Regions from separate parts of the Mus musculus genome. Here region 2 is linked to region 1. Evidence: chromatin contacts called from public promoter capture Hi-C data. All regions are on one chromosome and are shown on one strand. The core of a region is the stretch at or near the end of the contact, and the rest is flanking DNA. Distances in the headings are between cores, read along the strand shown. Region 1 overlaps Heatr1 (HEAT repeat containing 1). Region 2 holds the start of Edaradd (EDAR (ectodysplasin-A receptor)-associated death domain).

Region 1 (4,507 bases), core at 884-3,383:
TATAGGAAGCGTCTTTGAACAAGATTAAGAACAGCACAAATGCCTCCAAAACAAGAGTGCATAATGGTAAAGGCGGTACGGTAGCAGGTGGCTGAAATCAGAAGCTGAGAGGCCGCATTTCCATACAAGAAGCAGGACAAACTGAAAGCGGGGCAGTGTTTGTTGTTTGTTGTTAGATATGAAGTGTATATTTTCAGAGAGTTACTCATGGTTGTCTTATTTTTGGATCTTACTCATATTAGGTGCACCTGCCTGCTTCATGAAAGGAATGGGGAATTGTGAGGGGCTTGATGTTGCGCAAGATGACCTTATTTTACTTAAATAGATATGTGATGTATAAGATGGAATTGGAGCTCTGCATGTTATGTTTGTATGTACATTGAAATCTAGCCGTCATTGGAGTGGGTTATTTCATTTCTTGAATTGACTACAGTAGAGAATGTTAGGGGGGGTGGATAAAGTGATCACCACACAAGTGCCAATACTGGAGTTTGTATCCTACGTAAATCTGGGTGTGGATGGTAGGTAGTCCACCTCTAGTTCCAGTACTTAGAAGACAAAAGCAGGGTCTTTAAAGCAAGCTGGCTAGTTAGACTCGCTGTGTAGTTAAGCTCTGGGTTCAGGTAACAGACCCTGCCTCAATAAATAAGGTGGAGAACAATCAAGGAAGACTCGTGCTATCCATGCTGGATCTCCACATGCATGCACACTGAGCATGTGCATACACATAACAGACACGGTATGTATGTAACAATAACGGAGCATGTGCATACACATAACAGACGCGGTATGTATGTAACAATAAGAATAATAGAAGTCGGGGCTGGAGAGATGGCTTCAGTAGTTGAGAGTACTTGTTGCTCTCCCAGAGGAGGACCTGGGTTTGATTCCCAGCACCATGTTGCTACTCACAAGGATCTGTGACTCTAGTTCCAGGGCATCTAACATCCTCTTCTGGCTTACACAAACACCAGGCATGTAGGTGGTACACAGATGTATATACTGGCAAAATACCATACACATAAAATATTTAGCTTAAATAATGATGAAAATGTAATATACAGATTTAGCTCTCAGTCTTTAACAGCTTTTTCTCCTCTTTTTCTTTGCAGAAGAAAATATTCTAAAGCAAGTCTAAAACATTTAATTTCCATCCCTATGTACTTTTTACATTTTCACCTTTTAAAAATGTCCATTGTCTAACGTAACTACAACATACCTGAAAAAATTGATAGCAATTCCTTGGTATCATTTACTACTCAGTCCATAGTTGTATTTTAATGAATGTCTTTTTTTTAAAAGATTTATTTATTATTATACACAAGTTCACTGTGGCTGACTTCAGACACACCAGAAGAGGGCGTCAGATCTCATTATGAGTGGTTGTGAGCCCACCATGTGGTTGTTGGGATTTGAACTCAAACATGCCATATCAGCTAAAGATAAGCTCAACCTTGACTGTCAGGCAAATGTAATTGATGTTGTACATATTTCTGAACCTAGTGACAGCACGTAAGTACCATAGGAATCTGCTCAGCATCGTACTTGAGAGCATCCTAAATAACACATAAGATGGCGTTTGTAGTGCTTGTATTGGGGACTAGGCAGACTTCAAGTGGCACAATGACGTAAATGTAGACTGAAATGTTTTCGTTGACCTGTGCAGTGATGCTTATTGCAGCTATGTTTATCTATTGATCGATTGATGGGTTTCCTCTGTGGATTCCTGGCAGTCCTGGAACTCACTATGTAGACCAGGCTGCCTTTGAACTCAGATCCGCCTGCCTCTGCCTCCCGAGTGCTGGTATAAAAGGTGTACGTCACCCCCACCCAACTTTCTTGTTTTATTTTAATGTTGATAGTTGATAATTACATTACAACTATTGCTGTACTCTTGTTCCAGTGACTCACATCACTAGCCATTATTTCAATATTTCAGATTTCTGTCGATGCTGAACAAATCAGAATAGAACTGGAGCCACGAGATAAAGCTAAATCTTTGGGCACAATTCAGCAAACGAGAAGGCAGAAAATGCAACAGAAGTAAGAGCTTTGAATACACCAAGGGGTCTGGTCTTGTACCTCAGGCTCAGGCTTTTGTTGTGGTTTCTAGATACTCACCAGTTTTGCATAAACAGGGGTAATAGTGTTTGCATTGTCAACTCTGTTTCCCAGAAAGTCACAAGATGTAGAGTCTGTCCAAGAAGTGGAGGGCCCTTACTGGCAAAGAGTCACCCTCATCCTGGAGTTGCTGCAGCACAAGAAGAAGCTCAAGTGCCCTCAGATACTGATCCCACCCCTCTTCAACTTGCTGTCCAGGTAATGGCGCGTGGATCTGGTCTTGGGGACAAGCGGGTGGTAAGAATTTGCCCATGTTGATTTATCATTGTCTTTGGGGACATTTTTCTTGTTCAGATCGTCTGTCCAATAAAGGAAGTTAAAGTGCTGTCATTAAATATTGAAGCCTGGGTTCAGTAACCCATTACGGGTTTCCTACGCTGGCTTCCTCCTGAGCTTCGTAGTAACTGACTTCATCGATCTACCTGCTTTCCTACCTAACTTCCAGGGCCGTGTCTTAGCCACTCATGTGTATTTTAAGGATGCTGTGTGACGTCTGCTATCATAGTTGTAAATGATTAGAAAACATAGCTTTAGAGTGTGCCACTGAGCTGAGGAGTCTGTTGTCATTGGAAAAGTGCCGTGATTCTCCACGTCGTTAGGAGATTGCGAGTAGGTTAGTGGGAGTACCTAAATTGTGGACAGAAACCACTTGATGTACTTGACTGTATGAGAAACAAAACTAGAGTTAGAAATCTATTAGACTGTGCAATAGTAGTGTTTTCTTTATTCCTTATTGAATAGGTTTTGAACAGTAGTCATTAATGTGACTGTATTAACTTCTAAATTCCCAATCATTTCTCTTCTGGGGCTCCTGAAGGTGTTTAGAGCCTTTGTCATCAGAGCAGGGGAACATGGAGTACACTAAGCAGTTAATTCTGAGTTGTTTGCTCAACATCTGCCAAAAACTCTCCCCAGATGGTGGCAGAATACCTAAAGGTATGTGCTTGGTGGGCGGGAAGGGCAGGAAACGGCCTGCTTGCGCATGAGTCTATCAGCCACTCCTTCCCTCCACTGTAGATGTTGTGGATGAGGAGAAGTTCAACGTGGAGCTGATAGTGCAGTGCATCCGCCTCTCGGAGATGCCGCAGACTCACCACCATGCCCTGCTACTTTTGGGTACTGTTGCTGGAATATTTCCGGTAAGTGAAAGATATAAGACCCGAGTGGCTGTTTCAGGTCTCTTCTTCAATGCATCGGTGTGTAGAGGTTTAGGGCTCAGTGGAAGAGCTTTTGCCTGGCAAAGGTTAGATCTAGTGTGATTCCCAGTGTTGGGGAAAGAAAGAAAGAGAAAAGGAAGCTTGAGTTAGTCGGTAAAAAGAACAGTAACTTTCCTCACTGGCATGTGATGGAGCTTCAGCTGGACAACATGTGGTTGGCTCCTCATGCATTATCTGACACCCTGATACTCTCCAGGAAACTCCAGCTTGCCAGTCCCCAGAAGATACTAAACAAACGAGACACACACAGAAAAATTGGTTATCATGTACCTCATGAAAGTCAAGTGACATCCATCCAGTAGTACAGCTCCTAGCCACTGTGGTGGATGCAAAGGGTGCCTTGTTGTCACTTTGATATCAGTCCCCCAGTCTTGGATGCTGCTGCTTTTATGTTTATCTGTTTTCCCAACATTCTTTTGTATGTTGACCATTTGTATGTTTGGAAACTTGAGATTCCCCACCTCTGCCGCCACCTTTAACTTTTTATTGGTTTGTTGTGAATTTCACTTCATGTACCCAGTTCTACTTACCCTCCAGTCCCCTTGTACCACCCTCGAGCCTTGCAACCTCCCCACCAAAAGGAGAAGAAAAGAACTCGCAAAAGCTCATTGTGGAAGCTATAGTGTGTCCCTTTTGTCTGCACTCCGTTGCTTGCAAATGTTCTTTGCACTGACTCACTGGTCTGGTCTGAGGCCTCTGGCTTCTGCTACACTGTCAGTACTGGAGCCTCACCGGACTCCTCTTAGATATATCTTGTTGGTCTGTGTCATGGAGATCCAGTAGTTTTGAATCTGTAGGATTGGCCCCTTCAGACACTCTGATAGTTTATTGATGGGGTAGATGTTGGGTGGATCAATTCAAAGACCTGGATCTAGGCCTGAGAGGTATCTGAGCTGGTCAGTCTACCAGCTCTCCCTCCCTGCTCCGGCTGGCCCATCCATTGCTGCAGCCAGCATGGGGGATCTACCCAGTTTTATTTCCTTTTTTTTTTTTTTTTTTTTTTTTTTACTTGTTTTTCTTTCTGGTGGTGTAGGACATTAGCCTTAAGGTCTTGTGCATGCTAAGCAGGCACTCTGCTGTTGAACAGCCCTTTGCCTGTTCTTGAGGAAGAATAGTTCAAATTTTTTATTGAGTTTTAAATAACTCTTTGGTATTTGAAAGAGAAAAAT
Region 2 (4,507 bases), core at 1,391-3,890, 99 kb after region 1:
ATGGGCCAAGCTAATTAAGACCGTAGCTTCAATTCTTGTCCTTTAATGCTGTAACTGTCTCCTACGTTCATATATCTACCAGCACATACACATGGCTTTGTGTGTGTGTGTGTGTGTGTGTGTGTGTGTGTGTGTGTTTATGTGTATATGATCACATAGGTACAGTGCACACATGTGCAGGTGCTCATGCACATGTGTGTACAGACGGGAAGTCAACTTTGGGTGTCTTTCTCAATTACTGTGCATGTGTCCAATGTATATGTACATGTATGCCGACATTTGCATGTGTTTGTATGGAGGACAGAGGACTATGCCAAGTGTCATGCTTTGTCATTCTCTACTTCTTGAGACAGGGCCTCTCACTGAACCTGGAACTAAGCTGATGGCCAGCAAGCCCCAGAGATCTCTCCACCCCACCCTCCACAGCCCTAGCATTGAAGGCATGGGTGCCACGGCAGTTCCACTCTGCCTGACTTTTAATATGGGTGCTGGAGACCAGAATGCAAGACCTCATGCTTGCTTGGCAGGCACTTCACTAACTGAGCCATCTCTTCAGCAACCCCCTCTCCCGGAGGCTTTTTATGCTGGTGTTACTGCTGAACTGGTTGGTTTCCACCCCGTCCCTGCCCCCATTTTCTCTGATGCAGTCGGGTCGAGAGGCAGCGCAGGCAAATGTTACCTGTATCCTTATCCAATGAACTCCTCTTCTCCATCTCTTGAATCCAGTATCATTTACTAAGTCTGGGACCATCATGACTAAAACCAAACACCCCTTGACATCTTATTCATACAGTCCTCAGCACAAGGAGGACAATACATACATAGCAGCAGGCACCCGATGAGAGAATTGTCCCCTTAAGTCCCCTTCTGTTCTTGCAAACAATGTGAGGGTTGGCCAGTTCACTTGATAGCCCGTGGAGCGTGCTACGTTTGAATAATTTAGTTCTTTTTTTTTTTTTTTTTTTTTGATGTCACTAGTAAACAGCCCCCTTCCCAAACCAGCACTCCAAGATGCCAAATCAGAATGGCCGCCAAATCAGAATGGCCACTGGGCTTAAGCTTCTGGCCACTGCCAGACATGGTATCTTCTCTGTCAGGTCAAGCCGGTAATCAGGGCTTAGCTCTTGAACTCTGTCCCTACTCCACTCAAGAAATGAAATACGAAACACAAGCAATCACATCGATCTCAGCAGTCTAGTCTGGTTCTGTGTGGCTCTTACCAGAGTGTCCAACCTCACCAAAACCAGAGAAAGACCTAGCGTACTCAAAGGGACATATCATCCTTTCGTTCACAAACACCGATGGAGTTTGTAGCTAGATTACAGGAGGACAGAGGAGATTCCTGGACGTTGACGTTTAAAGGAATTTTCCTTAAATGAGGGAGAAGCGATAGAAAAATCTAGATTCTGACCTCAGATATCAAAGCACATTTTTAATGTACTACGGGGACTAGAGACCTCCACAGGTGGGGATTGCGCATGTGGGCTCAGCCTCGTGGCTCTGTGGACAGTATAATAGTTGAATAGTGGCTCGGAGAGGTTAAGACTTGCACAGAAGCAAACACATCTCAGCAAAGTGAAGCTAGGAGGGAGAAGACGAACAAGGAAATGTGCGAGTGGAAAGCAAGGGAGAGCCTGGAAGGAAGGGGGTGCAGAATCCTCCCTCCTATGTTCTTTTCTATCAAAGGTTGGCTGACTTGTTTCAACCAGGCACCCGCGTGGCCCAGAACAAAAGCGCTCGGCCGGGCCTCCGCGTGGGGAGAGGGACCACGCACACCTTGCAGTGTGCAGGAAGCGAGCGATCAGCTGCTGCTCACAGAGGGGCAAGCGCAGGGGTAGGATCGGGAGAGGTAAGACGCGTGCCGCAGCTGTTCCCATCCAGCCTGACACACATCTGGCGCCCTGGTGTCCAAAAGAAAAAAAAAAAAAAAAAAGAAAGAAAGAAAGAAAGAAAGAAAGAAAGAAAGAAAGAAAGAAAGAAAGGAAGGAAGGAAGAAAGAAAGAAAAAAAAAACCGCTCCCAGGGGATGACTGAAGTTCAGTCTTTCAGTCTCATTAATCCAGCTGGTGGTCACACCCCAAGTGAGGGCGCGGCACCTTGCCGCTTTACCTGAGCGCAGAGGGTCGTCCGGAGAAGCCATGAAGACCAGGAGAGGACAGATGAGTGTCCGAGCAGGGGTGGACAGTCTCTAGGACCCCTGAGAACAGCAGGATCGCAGGGACCCAACCTCTTGCGTGGTAATGCGCGACTCTGTCTGCGCTCTGCCCTGCTGCTGCTGCTGCTCCTCCTCCTCCCTTTCCTCTTCTTGATCTCTGCCACTTCTTCCTCGTGCTCACTTCCTGCAATTAGCAAAGCCCCTTCCCGGCGCGAGTCTCTCCAGAACTCTGGAGAGGATTCCGTGGGTTGCGGTTGGGCACGAGAGGACACCGAGGGGCCCCCGGAGCACTTGCCCTGCTGGTACCTAGGGCGTAGAACCCTGGTCTTACCACGGAGGTCCCACGCGATCGCAACTGGGAGAGCCTTTCAGCTAGCCTTCCCCTGGCTGCCGCACGCGCGGGTGGCTTTCCCGGCTCCTAATCTCGTCCTCAGCTGGGACACCAAAGCACTCCCAGCGTGCTCCTTGCACAGGCCCGGGCTGAGACGCCTGCCGGCGATTTGATGTTTGAACAGTTTCCTAATCTTCAGGCAGCCTGAACGGCGGCATGACCGCACACGCTAGCACTTTCTAATTTGATGTTTCTTTGGCATTAGTTACTGCCTGACCTCCTGGGTGAGCACTACACAAAGGAGCGGGAAGAAAAGTCAGTCTTGAGGTCTCTGGTTTACTCCTCTGAAGGAAAAAGCAAAAACCAAAAAAACAGTATACGGTTCTGTTAGAAATGCAGAACCCATGGGCCCTTAAACGAATTAAGATTTAGCTTAAATGGGATTTTATTCTAATTAAGAGCAGAGAATCTGATCTTTTATTTTTTTATTTTTTTGTTTTTTGTTTTTTGGGTTTTTTCGAGATAGGGTTTCTCTGTATAGCCCTGGCTGTCCTGGAACTCACTCTGTAGAACTCAGAAATCCACCTGCCTCTGCCTGCCAAGTGCTGGGGTTAAAGGCATGTGCCACCACTGCATGGCGAATCTGATCTTTTAAAATGGCTATATTTTATTTAAAAGTTTAAGTTATTTCTATTATTTTTTAAATCATATTGGGGGTGAGGGGTATGAACACACAAGTACAGTGCCTACAGGGTCTAGAAGACGGTGGTAGCTCCCCTAAAGGTGGAGTTGCTGGTGGTTGTGGCCTTGCTAGGAACTGAGCTTGGGTCTTTTGCAAAAGTGGTAGCACTTTCAAGGCTAAGCTGCCTCTCCAGCTCTAGTGGCAGCATCTTCACTATGTGCCATATACAAAGGTTACAGACACGTTACATTTAATAGGAATCTCTGAAAGGAAGCACATAATCTATATCTGCCTTGGACATAAGCATAGAACTATTTTCTTTTTAAAAAAGGAGTTTAAAGGAGATGCCAGCCAAGGATGTAGGTCAGTAGTAGAGTGCCTGGCATGCATAAGCCCCAGCCTGATGATATACGTTGTAATCCCAGCACACAAGAGACTGAGGCAGGAGGGGAGTCTGGAGTTTGAGACCACCAAGAACTTTATGGTGTGGGGCTTTATTAAAAAAGAGGAGGAAGGGGGGAGGAGGAGGAAGTAAGAAAAGAAAGATTATTTCAGTATTTGCTGGACAATTTCATTAACAAATTACCCAATTCAGATTAATTAATAAACTGAACATTTCAGGGAGACAGCAAATGCCAATGTATCTTTGTGGTGCCCCCCAGGCTGCTCTGTGGTTCTGAGGCTCACGGCACTCTTGGGGTTGGTTTGTATTCTCCATAAGATGCTGCCATGGAAGAGTTGGGTCTTTAGAGAGGAGGCCACAAAGGCTCAGGTAAGGTAGGGAAATTAATTTAGAAAGGGTATTTTCTCAGGGAGTCTACTTTGAGGTTTGGTCTGTGGTTCCTTCTATACTCCACGCAGAGATGGAATTCATTTCTGAGGTTTGGTTGTTAGAAACCACATATACAGTTGGGCTGTCTTGTTAGCGCAAGTTCTAGCGGTTTGTTTTTCAAAAGGAAATTGTCAGTACGTTTCGTTACTTATATCTTTCACTAGGTAGAAGATGATTCAGATATCTACAGTGTCTTTCTTCTTATGTGTGTGCACATGGATGAGTGTGTGCCATGGAAGCAAACGCAGAGGTCAGAAGGTCACTCTCTCCTGCTGTAGGTCATGGGGATCACACTCGGGCCATCAGGCTGGAGGCTAGGACCGTCCCTTCCCTGCTGAACTTAGTCTCTCCCTCTCCCTCTCCCTCTCCCTCTCCCTCTCCCTCTCCCTCTCCCTCTCCCTCTCCCTCTCCCTCTCCCTCTCCCTCTCCCTCTCCCTCTCCCTCTCCCCTCTCTCCTCCTTTCTCCTTCGACTTACTCATCGTCGTTGTCCCCTCCTCCTTCTTTGAG

The links. Promoter capture Hi-C pulls out the DNA fragments that hold promoters and counts their contacts.
Region 2: a promoter capture Hi-C map of liver shows a contact between it and region 1. The contact joins the promoter of Edaradd here to the enhancer-like site in region 1. A contact is called at or near these places in 5 of 39 promoter capture datasets (the C10 cell line, the HPC-7 cell line, embryonic stem cells and 2 more), 1 of 484 Hi-C or Micro-C datasets (liver), 1 of 115 datasets of contacts at active chromatin or transcription factors (the SCID.adh cell line) and 3 of 9 other capture datasets (adipose tissue, liver and pancreatic islet).

The regions. Positions count from the first base shown.
Region 1 is chr13:12,419,103-12,423,609 of GRCm38.p6, forward strand. Heatr1 (HEAT repeat containing 1) reads left to right here. Exons shown (of 45, transcript NM_144835.4): 25 at 1,940-2,043; 26 at 2,176-2,319; 27 at 2,939-3,057; 28 at 3,139-3,260. Among named protein-coding and RNA genes, the nearest start is that of Heatr1, 26 kb to the left of the region's middle. Within about 2 kb of position 2,134, at least 1 of the 459 cell types and tissues checked has an H3K27ac peak or open chromatin away from gene starts, as enhancers often do.
Region 2 is chr13:12,517,810-12,522,316 of GRCm38.p6, forward strand. Edaradd (EDAR (ectodysplasin-A receptor)-associated death domain) reads right to left here and starts at 2,641. Exons shown (of 6, transcript NM_133643.4): 1 at 2,109-2,641. The coding sequence starts at 2,139.